Linked DNA regions of Mus musculus: region 2 is linked to region 1. The links are chromatin contacts, called in public Hi-C maps. All regions are on one chromosome and are shown on one strand. The core of a region is the stretch at or near the end of the contact, and the rest is flanking DNA. Distances in the headings are between cores, read along the strand shown.

Region 1 (6,066 bases), core at 962-3,461:
GTGACTTCAGCACGGAGGGAAGAATGGACCGGAGAATCACTGGGGCTTGATGCTGCCAGATAGATTAGAATTCAGAAAGACTATGACTCTAGGAAATAAATTAGAGTGGAATAGAGGTGACCACCCAGTGTTCTCTAGCCTCCACATAGGCATGCACACACATACATACACTACACCACAGGCACACACACATATACACACACACATGTGTACCACATTCACACATAGTGTGCTGTATTCTATAATGACTCAAGTTTCTGTTATGCTTGAAGTCAAATTCATCCATATATATATTTTTTTAAAGATAATACTGACTTAGACTGTGTCTCTCTGGTTTCCTCCTTTGGAAATGGGTACTACAATTCATTGCTCATGTCAGTAACATTGAGTTTAAAATAATGAAATGAAAATAGTACAGTCCCAACCACAAATCTGACGTGTAAGGAACTCGAGCTGCATCCACTTCAAGAGGATGTGTATGATGCAACAGATAAACGCAGTCCACAGAGGACAGGTCACCTCTTCTTTACTGAAATAGATACTTGCTTCCTGGGAACAGTGGCATGTCGCATGACTGATGGAATCACTGAATAGTTTACTGTAGGAGCAGTCTGTCCTGGCCCTTCTGAGAGCTCAGTAGCTTGGATCTCAGCTCACAGTCACCGACCCACTTCGTGCTGAAGGTGACTGAAGACAACCCTCCCAAACCTGGCAACCAGCATCTAACATGGAGCCTTCTCCAGGGGCAGCTGTGCTTTCAGAATGACTGAGTGATTATTTTCTGGCATTTCTCTATCAGGGTCTTGGAAAACCCGTAAGTTCTCACACAAAGGGGAGCAGTGAGCTGAACTGTGCGTGGGGTGAGGTGAAGTGCTTGATTTGAGACAGAAATTCTTTTTACTGTTCTACAGGGACCCTTTGGACAATGGATCTTTTCACAGAAGTGAGGTTGGTACACAGCTGATATTGTCCTGTGTCAGCTCTGAAATGGATTTTTTAGCACATTTTATTTTAAAAAGAGGGGTGAGGCTTCCTGAAATGTACACATACTTCTTGCCTTCTTAACTAAAGACATGTGCTCTGAGCCAGTGTTTCTTGAGAACTGGCGCTACATTTCAGGGCTTGACCCTTCATTTTTACAACAAGCCTGTGAAATGGGTGCTGCCTAATCCTTGTCTCGCAGATGAGAAAACTGAGGACAGAGAAGCCAACTTATTGATTTATTCAAGATTGTGTAGTTAGAAGTGGTAAACTTGAGACTTGAATTCCATCTCCCCAGCCCCTTAAGAAACAGGACTTATTGCTGGAGAACATTTTGATTTAAAAAAAGAAAAACAAAAGGACAGGAATCGTTATTAACCATCAAAGTAGAAAATCTGAAGGTTCATATAAAAAGCATTTCCATTATGCTGGAGTTCAAAAAAGTCTTCAAGCCAGAAGCATAAACTTTTACATAGTCTCGACAATTCCTTGGTTCCCAGATGTCATTTGAGCACCTGCTCTATGGTGTGACTGTGAGACCATTTTATGCCAGGAACTATAGAAACAAATACATTTCTTGAGGCATACAGTTGCCTTCTGAAGGGCCCCTTACAAAATCCATACCATCTGGGGCCAGATGGGGAGCTCACCACACCCATGATCAGGAGAACCTCAAGAAAGTGTTGACTTTTCAACCCATCCTTCAAGAAAGCCATCCTCTTTGACTTCCTCTGTCCTGTATGAGTGAGACCAGTGCATGAGGGCAGGGTACACAGGTAGAATTAGATGCTATTCTGGCTTCAAAGAGGCCTCACTGTTCTCATAATTTTCAAGCCATTTTGCTTGGCCAGATGCTAGCAGACCTGAGGTTGCTGGGTGGAACAGTTCGTCTTCTCAGATGGTGGCTAATGAAAAGGAGAAGCTCCTAAGAACCGTATCCCTTGATAAAAGATATCCTTTTCAATGAGATGTGTTCTTCCATGCATGCGGTTAGCAAATGAAGTTAAATGCGGCTCTAAGAATAGATCTAAAACACGAAGCCATTGGGTGTGCTGATGGCATCCGTGGAATTGAGCGTGTGATTTCCTATGGCAGTGGCTTAGACATAACTTTCATAACTGTCTCGTTTTAAAAGTAACGAATCAACAGGAAATACCCTGTAACTTCTCTCATGCAGATATGGCTTAGATTCTATACCCTCAGATCCCTAGGGCCATCGTTTGATGTCCCTTCTCTGAGCTACCTTCCTCCTATAGGAAATCCTGAGGTCTTTCGATGGCTCGCGTTCATTATTGTGGATGCTGCTTATGCACAATGCTGGCATAAATATGTATGGTGATTGAGAAATGTTTGGTTGTCTTGAGCCCTTTAAATTAGGTGCCCTTTCTCTTTCTGTCTCACGGATAGACTGGTAGCCACTGCGTCTGACTGTTTTCCATGTGTCTGCTTCTAACCACTTCCTAGTATGTTTTTTAAGCCTTTGATTAAGTGCTGGGATGTCTAATGACCAATCTAGTCAATATGTGTTTTCAGACTAAGCGTGAACAGACTCTGAGGGGAGGAGAAAGGGCTGAATCAGAGGGTGAGCAGCAACTCTCTCCTCTGCCAGGAAAGCATTACTTATCCGCACAGAGATAATTGAATTTTGTTTTATTGCTGATATCTAGCTAAGTGGCATTACTATTAGGGATACTTTGGCAAGAAGGAATTTTTTTACAAAACGGAGGAGAGGGAAGGAGGGGGGAGGGGAGAAGGCGGGGGGAGGGGAGAAGGTGGTGGGGGGGAAGAAAATGCAGAGCAGTGCTTTGAGTGACTCTCAGTTTGAATACCTTTCTGCTTGCTGTTCACAGTGGCTTAAACTTCATTGACCTGATGGTGCGACAGGGCAACATTGACAACCCTCCCAAGACCCCCTTGGTGCCAGGATTCGAATGTTCTGGGATTGTTGAAGCTCTGGGGGACAGCGTAAAAGGATACGAGGTATGGTTTCAAGTCTGACTTCAACCATCGTAATCTTCTAGAGCCTGTGAGGCAGTAAAACTGTGCAAACATATTTCAGATAATATCAGCCATGGTTTATTTTGACATTTTGTTATTTGGTAATATTCACCATGTTTGCAATGATAGGACTTTCAGAAAAAAAAAATCTCGTAGCCACCATTTTCCACCATCTAACCAACTCCAGAACACAAAAGTAAATGGAGTCACTTGTTTTATAATGTGGTTCCGTAAAGTATTTACTTAGTTGATACCTTTTAAGTTACGATTTATAAATTCTGAACTATTTTAGGAATGGATAGAGCAGGAATTTAAATTATAAAAAAAAAACCTTAAGTCAAATATTTGCCCCCTACTAATAGGATAGAATTGGTGCTAAATTAATGACTTTGGAAGAGGGCAACAGGTAAGTGGTTTATTCCATTATTCTGCTTTCATACACATATGAAATTCTCTATAATAAAACATTTAATTTTGAAAAAAAAAGATGCATGCATGACTTTTCCTACAGACTAAATACAATTTTGTCTATAAAAACTGAAACCCTGCGGCCGGCCAGATGGCTATTGGATAAAGGTGCTCTCCACCACGCCTGATGATTTGCCTGATGATCTCCAAAACACACGTGGTTGAAGGAGAGAACTGCATGTTGTTCTCTTATTTCCACATGAGCATTGTGGTGCGCACGCACACACACACACACACAAACACAAATGATATAATAAACATCAATGAAAAGCCTCAGCAACATTAGCTGTATAAAAATTGCAAGTTTAGAATCTGAAAACTCACTACAAATCAAATTCAAGGGCTCTCACTCATAACTGAGATCTCAGCAGGGAGGCTTGGTGGCTGACATTTGAGAACTCACCGTACCAGCTTTGTAGAGAAGTCATCTTTTTTTTTCTAATCACAAGGGACCACACACACACACACACACACACACACACACACACACACACACACACACACTCAGTAAAGGTTTTTACTATCACCTCAGTTTCACAAGGTGCAGTAATTCTCTATGAGGTTAAAAGGAAGAAAGCTGATTCCTGATTCAAGTCACCTAAGCCACTTGACACTTCCTACAGTCTCATGGCCTTGACCCATATTCCCACCCTCTCCCCCAATGCTAAAAAAAAAAAATACACGCAAAGAGTGAGGAAATAAAGGTGAACCCTGAAAAATCCAATGCCAGCAGTCTCTCCAACTTGACCTTCAGCCTGAAGCTCATCCTCTTCCCAGCTGGAACTTTGCTCTACCTGAAAATATTGAATGTCCCAAATAAATGGCAATGAGTGCCTGGAAGACCCATGCTATTTAGAGATGTTTCTGTCAAAGATTCCCAAATAATATAGGAGAAGAAAAGCCCAGAGAAGACAAAGAAGGAGAAGGAAGAGGAAGAGGAGGAGGAGGAAGAGGAAGAAGAGGAGGAGAAGAAGGAGAAGGGTAGAGAAGGGAGGAGAAGAAGAAGAGGGAGGAGGAGGAGGAAGAGAAGGTGGAGAAGGTGGAGGAGATGGAGGAGGAGATGGAGGAGGAGGAGGAGGAGGAGGAGGAGGAGGAGGAGGAGAAGAAGAAGAAGAAGAAGAAGAAGAAGAAGAAGAAGAAGAAGAAGAAGAAGAAGAAGAAGAAGAAGAAGAAGAAGAAGAAGAAGAAGAAGAGCTTGTGATTTTTAAATGCAACTTTCCTTTCTCTGCCCCTAGTGGATATTCACCAAGGCACACATCTCTCTCCCTGGAAGTGCTGCATCCACATGCATCAGTTTGTTCTTCACTCTCCCACATGGCCCCAAAGGAAAATCTCAATCTGCGCACTCTGATAGCCATGAGCATTGAAGAAATATTAGTTACCAGAAGTGTTATTGGTCTTGATTTAGAGGGATAACTTAACATTCTCAATTAGATGCATTCGTTCTTTAAATATAGCTTATCTTCTGGTTAGCCCTGGCTTGACAGTAATATCAGGCCTTCACATCAGCTTCTCTCTTCTGCCAGTGGTTCTCACATGTGCATATTTTTTTAAAGGGCCTCTCTGCATGTTTCCATACAGAGTGTAATATGGGAGAGAGCCGACACTAATAGACTCCATGTGATTCTGACTTAAGAGTTTTAATGTTGGAGATGGAATCCCATTGGGGCTCCGTAGTCCATGGCACTTTTGGTGTGATCGATAGCAAAGGGTTGAAAAGTTGTTGCCGGAGGCCATCAGTAAAGGACTGATGTGGGATCATGGTCTCAGGGCTGATTTTAGTTTTCTTACTAGAATCAACTAATAGGATAAATAGGTGTATATATTTCACATGTGTATATACATACATGTATGTATGTGTATGCTGATCCTACACTTACACTGTGAATCACAGCATGACACTCAATTCATTTCCATGTGGATTCTAGAGGCCATTCGCTACTCTGGGCTACTGAGTATGTGTGTCCATTTTCACAAATACATGAAGAAGAAACCAGTGATGTGCTCTCTTCACGACCTCATCCAAATGCTTACATTGAAGAAAACACTTAACAGAGTCACTGGCAGTGGGGTGGCCTTTCTTTTCTCTCTCACTTTTGTCACTGGGCATCTATTCCTTATGCTTCATTCAGTGGAGCAGGGCTGTGCCTACCAGCGTGTCACTGAGGTGTGGATGGCCAGTTTATTCTTTGTAAAACAGGTACATGTGTTGCTCTTTTCTTGGTTTCCACGCACTGTGGTACATGCACTGGGTCTATATTACTTCATGAATACTGTGTCCATTTCAGAGATGAAGAAAAGTGCCTTAAATGGTCACTTTCAGTGTAGCATCATGGATTCTCCTGTTGTGTACTTCTACACAGTATGTTTTCTTCATAGCACTTTACCTCAAGGACATTGGGTTACTTATTCTTGTCTGGAGATGAAGTACCAAGATGGCAGTCCTGATGCTGTTCAAGCTCCTTGACCTTTGACAGTGGTTTGATATTTCTTTGGCTTCCTTTACATGAGCATACTAATGGACATTCATTTGTACACGAGGGCTATGATGGAACCCATCTTAAAGGAGTTGCTGCTACTGCTGGAGAAGGTTAGAAAGCAAATGCTAAGCTATAGGGA
Region 2 (6,066 bases), core at 1,720-4,219, 120 kb after region 1:
GGGTCCTGTCAGCAAAATCTTTCTGGCATATGCAATAGTGTCTGGGTTTGGTGGTTGTATATGGGATGGATCCCCAGGTGGGGCAGTCTCTGGATGGTCCTTCCTTCCATCACAGCTCCAAACTTTGTCTCTGTAACTCCTTCCATGGGTATTTTGTTCCCCATTCTAAGAAGGAATGAAGTATCCACACTTTGATCTTCCTTCTTCTTGAGTTTCATGTGTTTTGCAAGTTGTATCTTGGATATTCTAAGTTTCTGAGCTAATATCAGCTTATCAGTGAGTGCATATCATGTGTGTTCTTTTGTGATTGGGTTACCTCACTCAGGATGATATCCTCCAGATGCATCCATTTGTCTAAGAATTTCATAAATTCATTGTTTTTAAAAGCTGAGTAGTACTCCATTGTGTAAATGTACCACATTTTCTGTATCCACTCCTCTGCTCAGGGATGTATGGGTTCTTTCCAGCTTCTGGCTATTATAAATAAGGCTGCTATGAACATAGTGGAGCATGTATCCTTATTACAAGTTGGAACATTTTCTGTGTATATGCCCAGGAGAGGAATTGCTGGATCTTATGGTAGTAATAATGTCCAATTTTCTGAGGAACTGCCTGACTAATTTCCAGAGTGGTTGTACCAGCTTGCAATTCCACCAACAATGGAGAAGTGTCCCTCTTTCTCCACATCCTTGCCAGCATCTGCTGTCACCTGAATTTTTGATCTTAGCCATTCTGACTGGTGTGAGGTGGAATCTCAGGGTTGTTTTGATTTGCATTTCCCTGTTGATTTAGGATGTTGAACATTTTTTTCAGGTGCTTCTTAGTATTCGGTATTCCTCAGTTGAGAATTCCTTGCTTAGCTCTGTACCCCATTTTTTAATAGAGTTAATTGGTTTTCTGGAGTCCATCTTCTTGAGTTCTTTATATATATTGGATATCAGTCCCCTATCTGATTTAGGATTGGTAAAGATCCTTTCCCAATCTGTTGGTGGCCTTTTTGTCTTATTGACAGTGTCTTTTGCCTTACAGAAGCTTTGCGATTTTATGAGGTCCATTTGTCAATTCTCAATCTTACAGCACAAGCCATTGCTGTTCTATTCAGGAATTTTGATATCTCCCTGTCTTAATCTTCTGGGATTAATTCATAGCCACTATGCCTCAAGATCTCCATGCTAAGATCCAGGTCAGAAACTTGTATCTCCCAGCCTCCAGGTTAGGCTCACTGGTGAGGCTTCCAATTCTGGATTGTAGTTCATTCCAGATGTAGATGGTAGACAACCAGGAATAGCCACTACAGACGCCAAAGCAGACGTCCTGGGGGAATTCATTCAGCTTCCCACCTGATCCATGGATAGAGCCCCTCTTCAATTAACCTCCCCCATCCTGTATACTCTGGCACCCCAGAGATGTCCCCCACCCCCAAAGACCATGTGCAGTTAGGGCAGGATTACATGCAGATGCTGAGAAGGGCATCTGGAATCTCAGGTGGTGGCCCAAAGCCCCCCCTTCTCTGAGGGAATGATGGTCTCTTGCAAGCAGGCACAAGCAATTCAATGAAGGCAGCGCCTGCTTTGCTCAGAGGCCAGTATTCTACAATAGGGGTGGGGGTGAAGACCTGACCTCTACAAAATAGAGGTGGTGAAAGAAAATGGCAAGGCTGGATAAGAATGGAGTATGACAAAATCGATGTAGAAAATATCAGAATAAAAGCAGTTCTTTGTGTGTGAAAGATAGTCAAAAACTGAAAATACATCTTATAAAGAAGTGATTTTTAAAAAAAAAAATATTAAAGCCAGGTGTCTTAGTCAGAGTTCTGCCACTGTGGAGAGAAACCATGACCACGGCAACTCTTATGAAGGAAAGCACTTAAATGGGGCCTGCTTACAGTTTCAGAGGTGTAGTCCATTGTGGTCATAGGAGGTAGCGTGGTGACATATAAGCAGCCGTGGTGCTAGAGAAGACCCTCAGAGTTCTACAGCCAGATCCACAGGCAGTAGGAAGAAAAAGATGCTGGGCCTAACTTGGGTCCTTGAGCCCTCAGAACCTACCTCCATTGACACACTTCCTCCAACATCTCCTAATCCTTTCAAATGGTGGCATGCCCTGGTGACCAGGTTTTAAAATCCACAAGTCGGGGGGGGGGGGCATTCCTATTCAAACCACCACACCAGGCACTCAATAATGCAAGTACAATGTCAGTTTGAGCAACACAGAACCCTGTTACACAGACACATCTCGCACACACACACACAAGAGCACTTTCCCCCAAGAACCTTTGTCTCTATACTTTCTGAAAACATAGACCATATATATATATGTATATATATATGTATATATATATGTATATATATATATATGTATATATATGTGTATATATATGTATATATATACATATATATGTGTGTGTATGTATGTGTGTGTATATATACATATATATGTATGTATATATACATATACATATACATATACATATACATATACATATACATATACGCCCTCAGAGGCAGCCGCTGGAGCCGGAGCTGGAGCTAGTTGTTAGCTACTGGATGCTGGAGTGAGGAACCAAATTCAGATGCTTTGCAAATTCAGCAAGCACTCTTCATTGCTAAGCAATCTCTCTAGGCCCCACAAACAGCTGTTAACACTGCTTAGAGTAGCTAAGGCTCGCTTCTTATTAATCTGGAGGAATTGCTGCCTGACTTCCTAACAATTCCTACCAAACTCTTGGCTGTGCGAAATTTCCCAAACCTGTTCTCTTCCTCGTGGCTCTAGAGGGCCACCAGCTCTATTATCCACCAGCCACGCTTTTACACGAAGTCTGCTCTGACCACCTATGAATCCCAGTTTAGGACCAGTGTTCAATCTGACAAGGCTCTGCCAACACATCGCCCAGTTGCTGGAAGACAGTGTCTCCTTCGACTGTACCCTTGGATTCCCTATATATTAAGGTTTGTTTGGTCTTGATACCATGGCAACATAGAACCCAGGCTAATAGATATTCCTCGGTGGTTAAAAGAAAAAATAACTGATAGGCAAGCAGAAAAGATGCAAAGGAAACCTTTTCTTTTCTTTTCTTTTCTTTTTTTTTTTTTAAGGGTTGGAACTTTCCCGTTTCCCCTTCATGTCCCTGCCAATGGTCAGGGATAATTAAAAATTAGACCTTGGAGTCACACAGATGCTGACAAGGGCAACATAAGGCTGATGAGACCATCTGTTTCCAGCACTAATGGAAACAAATGGCAATAAACCAAATTACTCAGATTTCATCTCTCCCTGACAGGCTCTTCCAAAACACAGATCACTGTGCAGAATCCTTTCCACCACTTGGGGGAATTGTCTGACTACCCAAAATGATCCTAAAGACAGGGTCTAGTTGTACACCTCAGATCTTGTCAGCTCCTCCCCTCAAGCATCCCTCACTTCCTGTCCTCACTGGACTCCGAATTTCTTCACCTGTCAACATTGCCCTCAGGAAAGTCTTCCTGATTCCCTCACCGCACCTCACTACTCCTCACAGAGCCGCCCCTGCATGCTTCAACGGTGCCCCCCACCCCCTCCAGGAAGCAAGGCGCCACCCCCACTCCCATTTCCCTGACTGAGCCACCTACTCCTCTTCAGAACTCAGGTCTGACCGTACACAGCTTCTCTTCCGGAAACGCCTCTCCACTCCTGAAACCCCAGCGCGGAACGCCACTTTTCTCCAAATTGAGTCATTTCCTCCCCTGGGCTCCCACGCCTCTTCACTCATTCTGAGAACGTAGCTCTTCCCACACTCTCTGGGAATTGACTGTCTCGTTGGCCCCCTCCCTCCTCTCCCAGCCTGTAGGCTTTTCCAGGGTATGCTGCTGTTGCAAGCATTCATCTGTGCTTGCTGCCTGGCAGAGAGCTGGTTGAAGTTTATACCTTGGCCAAGGTGGACTGGTTGACGGAAAAGGCACATCTTTCTCTGGGGAGATGGGAATAACACATCTCTAAGCCTTGGCTGTGTAAGGAGCCCAAATCCTTTATAACATCATCATCACAATCTGACAGCGTGGATAAGAACTTGGGTACTCAAGTCCTTGTTATAGTCGTTGCTTGGGAAGAATGACCGAAGCTCACATTTTATAAACCTTTTGGAATGTTTAAATCACATTCAAAAGCATCAGTAATGGAATATTGATACCCTTGTTCCCACAGTGATGAACACTTATGCCTCCTTCCTTTACAGTCCCTAGTAGTTAAGATAAGTCTCAGGTATTGATATTAATCTGTATGCATATATTTATTATTATTATTATTATTATTATTAATTATCACGTGTGTGTAAAAGAGAAAAAGTGAGAGAAAGAGGGAAGAAAGGAGAGGAGAGGGAGGGAAGGAGAGAAAGGAAGAGAAAGAGAATGGTGTGTGTGTGCGCGCGCGCACATGCACTACATACGTAAAGGTCAGAAGACAACTCCTCCCACCATGAGACAAATTTGGGGAACTGAATTTGGGTTTCCAGGCCTATGCAACAAGCACTTTTACCCACTGAGCCATCTCGCTGGACCCCAAATGTACCTATTTTATCAGTGTTTTAGGCTGAACTCACAGCTCTTCTCTCTGCCACATCAACAACCATAGGCGGATTCACCTCCCTGGTTCCCATTCTCTATGTATGCAAAGTAAGGGCAGTTCTGCTCCTTCATTCACCCGGCTCTACTGTGCAGCAAATGCACTGCTTTGTGGCCAACACCTGACTCTTATAGAATGCTCCTTTAGCTCTAGGTGTAGCTGATGTGTAGTTCCACATCACTGGCTTCTGAATTCTCAGCAAATCCCAAACACTGGACACCCAAAACCATATCACCAAATCTGTCAGCAGAACCGGGGACAAGCTGAGACTGGAAAAACAGTGACCTCGAGGATTAAGCTGAAGAAGGCTCCCATAGAGAGAGGAACAGACCTTAAGTGAAACAGAGCCATCTGACCAATTGGTTGCAGCAGGGGGTGTCCCTATGATAGGGCACCCTATGCTGGGACACCCCGGCAAGGACTTGGCACAGGAGGCTGACTCTGCCCTGTAGAAGACATGAAGCAGGCTCTCTGTTATGTAGGGGTTGCCCTGACATCTTCCAAGAAAGACTCTAGGCTGTCCGCCCTCAAGCTTTCTCTAGACCCTGTTCCTTAATGTAGATTTAAAAAGAAAAAAGTAGAAGAATTTAAATGAAGGAAATGAAAATTAGCTATAATCTGGTAAGTTTTCCGGTGGGTATCATTTTTAAAGGTATATCTATATCTTTTGCATATGTCATAATTTACTTATCTATAGTCATAGCCAAATGTAACTATTCTGGTTTGGTTGCCTTTTTAAATTTTTACTTGGCAGAACACTGTTTTGTGTTTCTTTACATTTTTTAAACTTATTTTAATGTATGTGTATATAATACACATATGTGCACTTGCACAACACACATGCGTGTATGTGCATACCGCTTTGCAAATGGAGGTCATAGGTCAACTCGCAAAAGTCAGTTCTCTCCTTCTTCGTGTGGGTTCCAGGAACTGAACTCAGCACTGAACTTGGCAGCAAGTGCCTTTGCCTGCTGAGCCATCTTCCCAGCTCTGTTTTATGTATTTTAATGCAAGGATGTGTGTTCCTGTGAGCCTTTGCCTCACACTAGCTTCTATTTCCTCCCAAAGAATGAGTCAGGCCCACCTGCTTCGTTCCCATCATACACCTCTGCTTCTATATTTCAACTCATATCATTGTAAGGCAGGTCTCATCATAATTATTGGGGTTATGGGTTATCCTACTAGCCCTAATTCATGATACCCATCCTTCAGTCCCCTCCACACGCCCATCATCATTCAGATTGACCCTTCCAAACACAGGCAGGTGAGGCTCCAAAGGATCTTCTGAGGGACCACACAGAGATGGTGAGTGAGTTTAATTAACAGTACAATATCCTGAAGGGCTCTTTCTGTACTGAGTGGAAATCTAGTTACTTGATGCTTGACAGAGCAGTCTGAGATCCAGTTGCTCCTCTGCTGGCCTAGAGTCGAAGAACTTACCATTGTTGCTCTCTGATGATGTCCAATATG

Evidence for each region. Hi-C and Micro-C count contacts between places; a contact is called where the count stands out from the background.
Region 2: a Hi-C map of the N1E-115 cell line shows a contact between it and region 1, with 4 times the contacts expected there. The contact joins the promoter of 4933408N05Rik here to the enhancer-like site in region 1. A contact is called at or near these places in 1 of 39 promoter capture datasets (liver), 6 of 484 Hi-C or Micro-C datasets (the N1E-115 cell line, cerebellar granule neurons, muscle stem cells and 3 more) and 3 of 9 other capture datasets (adipose tissue, embryonic tail and pancreatic islet).

Annotation. Positions count from the first base shown.
Region 1 is chr8:114,227,375-114,233,440 of GRCm38.p6, forward strand. Vat1l (vesicle amine transport protein 1 like) reads left to right here. Exons shown (of 9, transcript NM_173016.3): 2 at 2,832-2,961. Among named protein-coding and RNA genes, the nearest start is that of Vat1l, 25 kb to the left of the region's middle. Within about 2 kb of position 2,212, at least 4 of the 459 cell types and tissues checked have an H3K27ac peak or open chromatin away from gene starts, as enhancers often do. A contact at or near this core is called in the N1E-115 cell line, where this site is marked.
Region 2 is chr8:114,348,509-114,354,574 of GRCm38.p6, forward strand. It overlaps 4933408N05Rik (RIKEN cDNA 4933408N05 gene), which reads right to left and starts at 2,970. Exons shown (of 3, transcript NR_045831.2): 1 at 1,886-2,970. The region is part of intron 7 of Vat1l (vesicle amine transport protein 1 like); the gene reads left to right.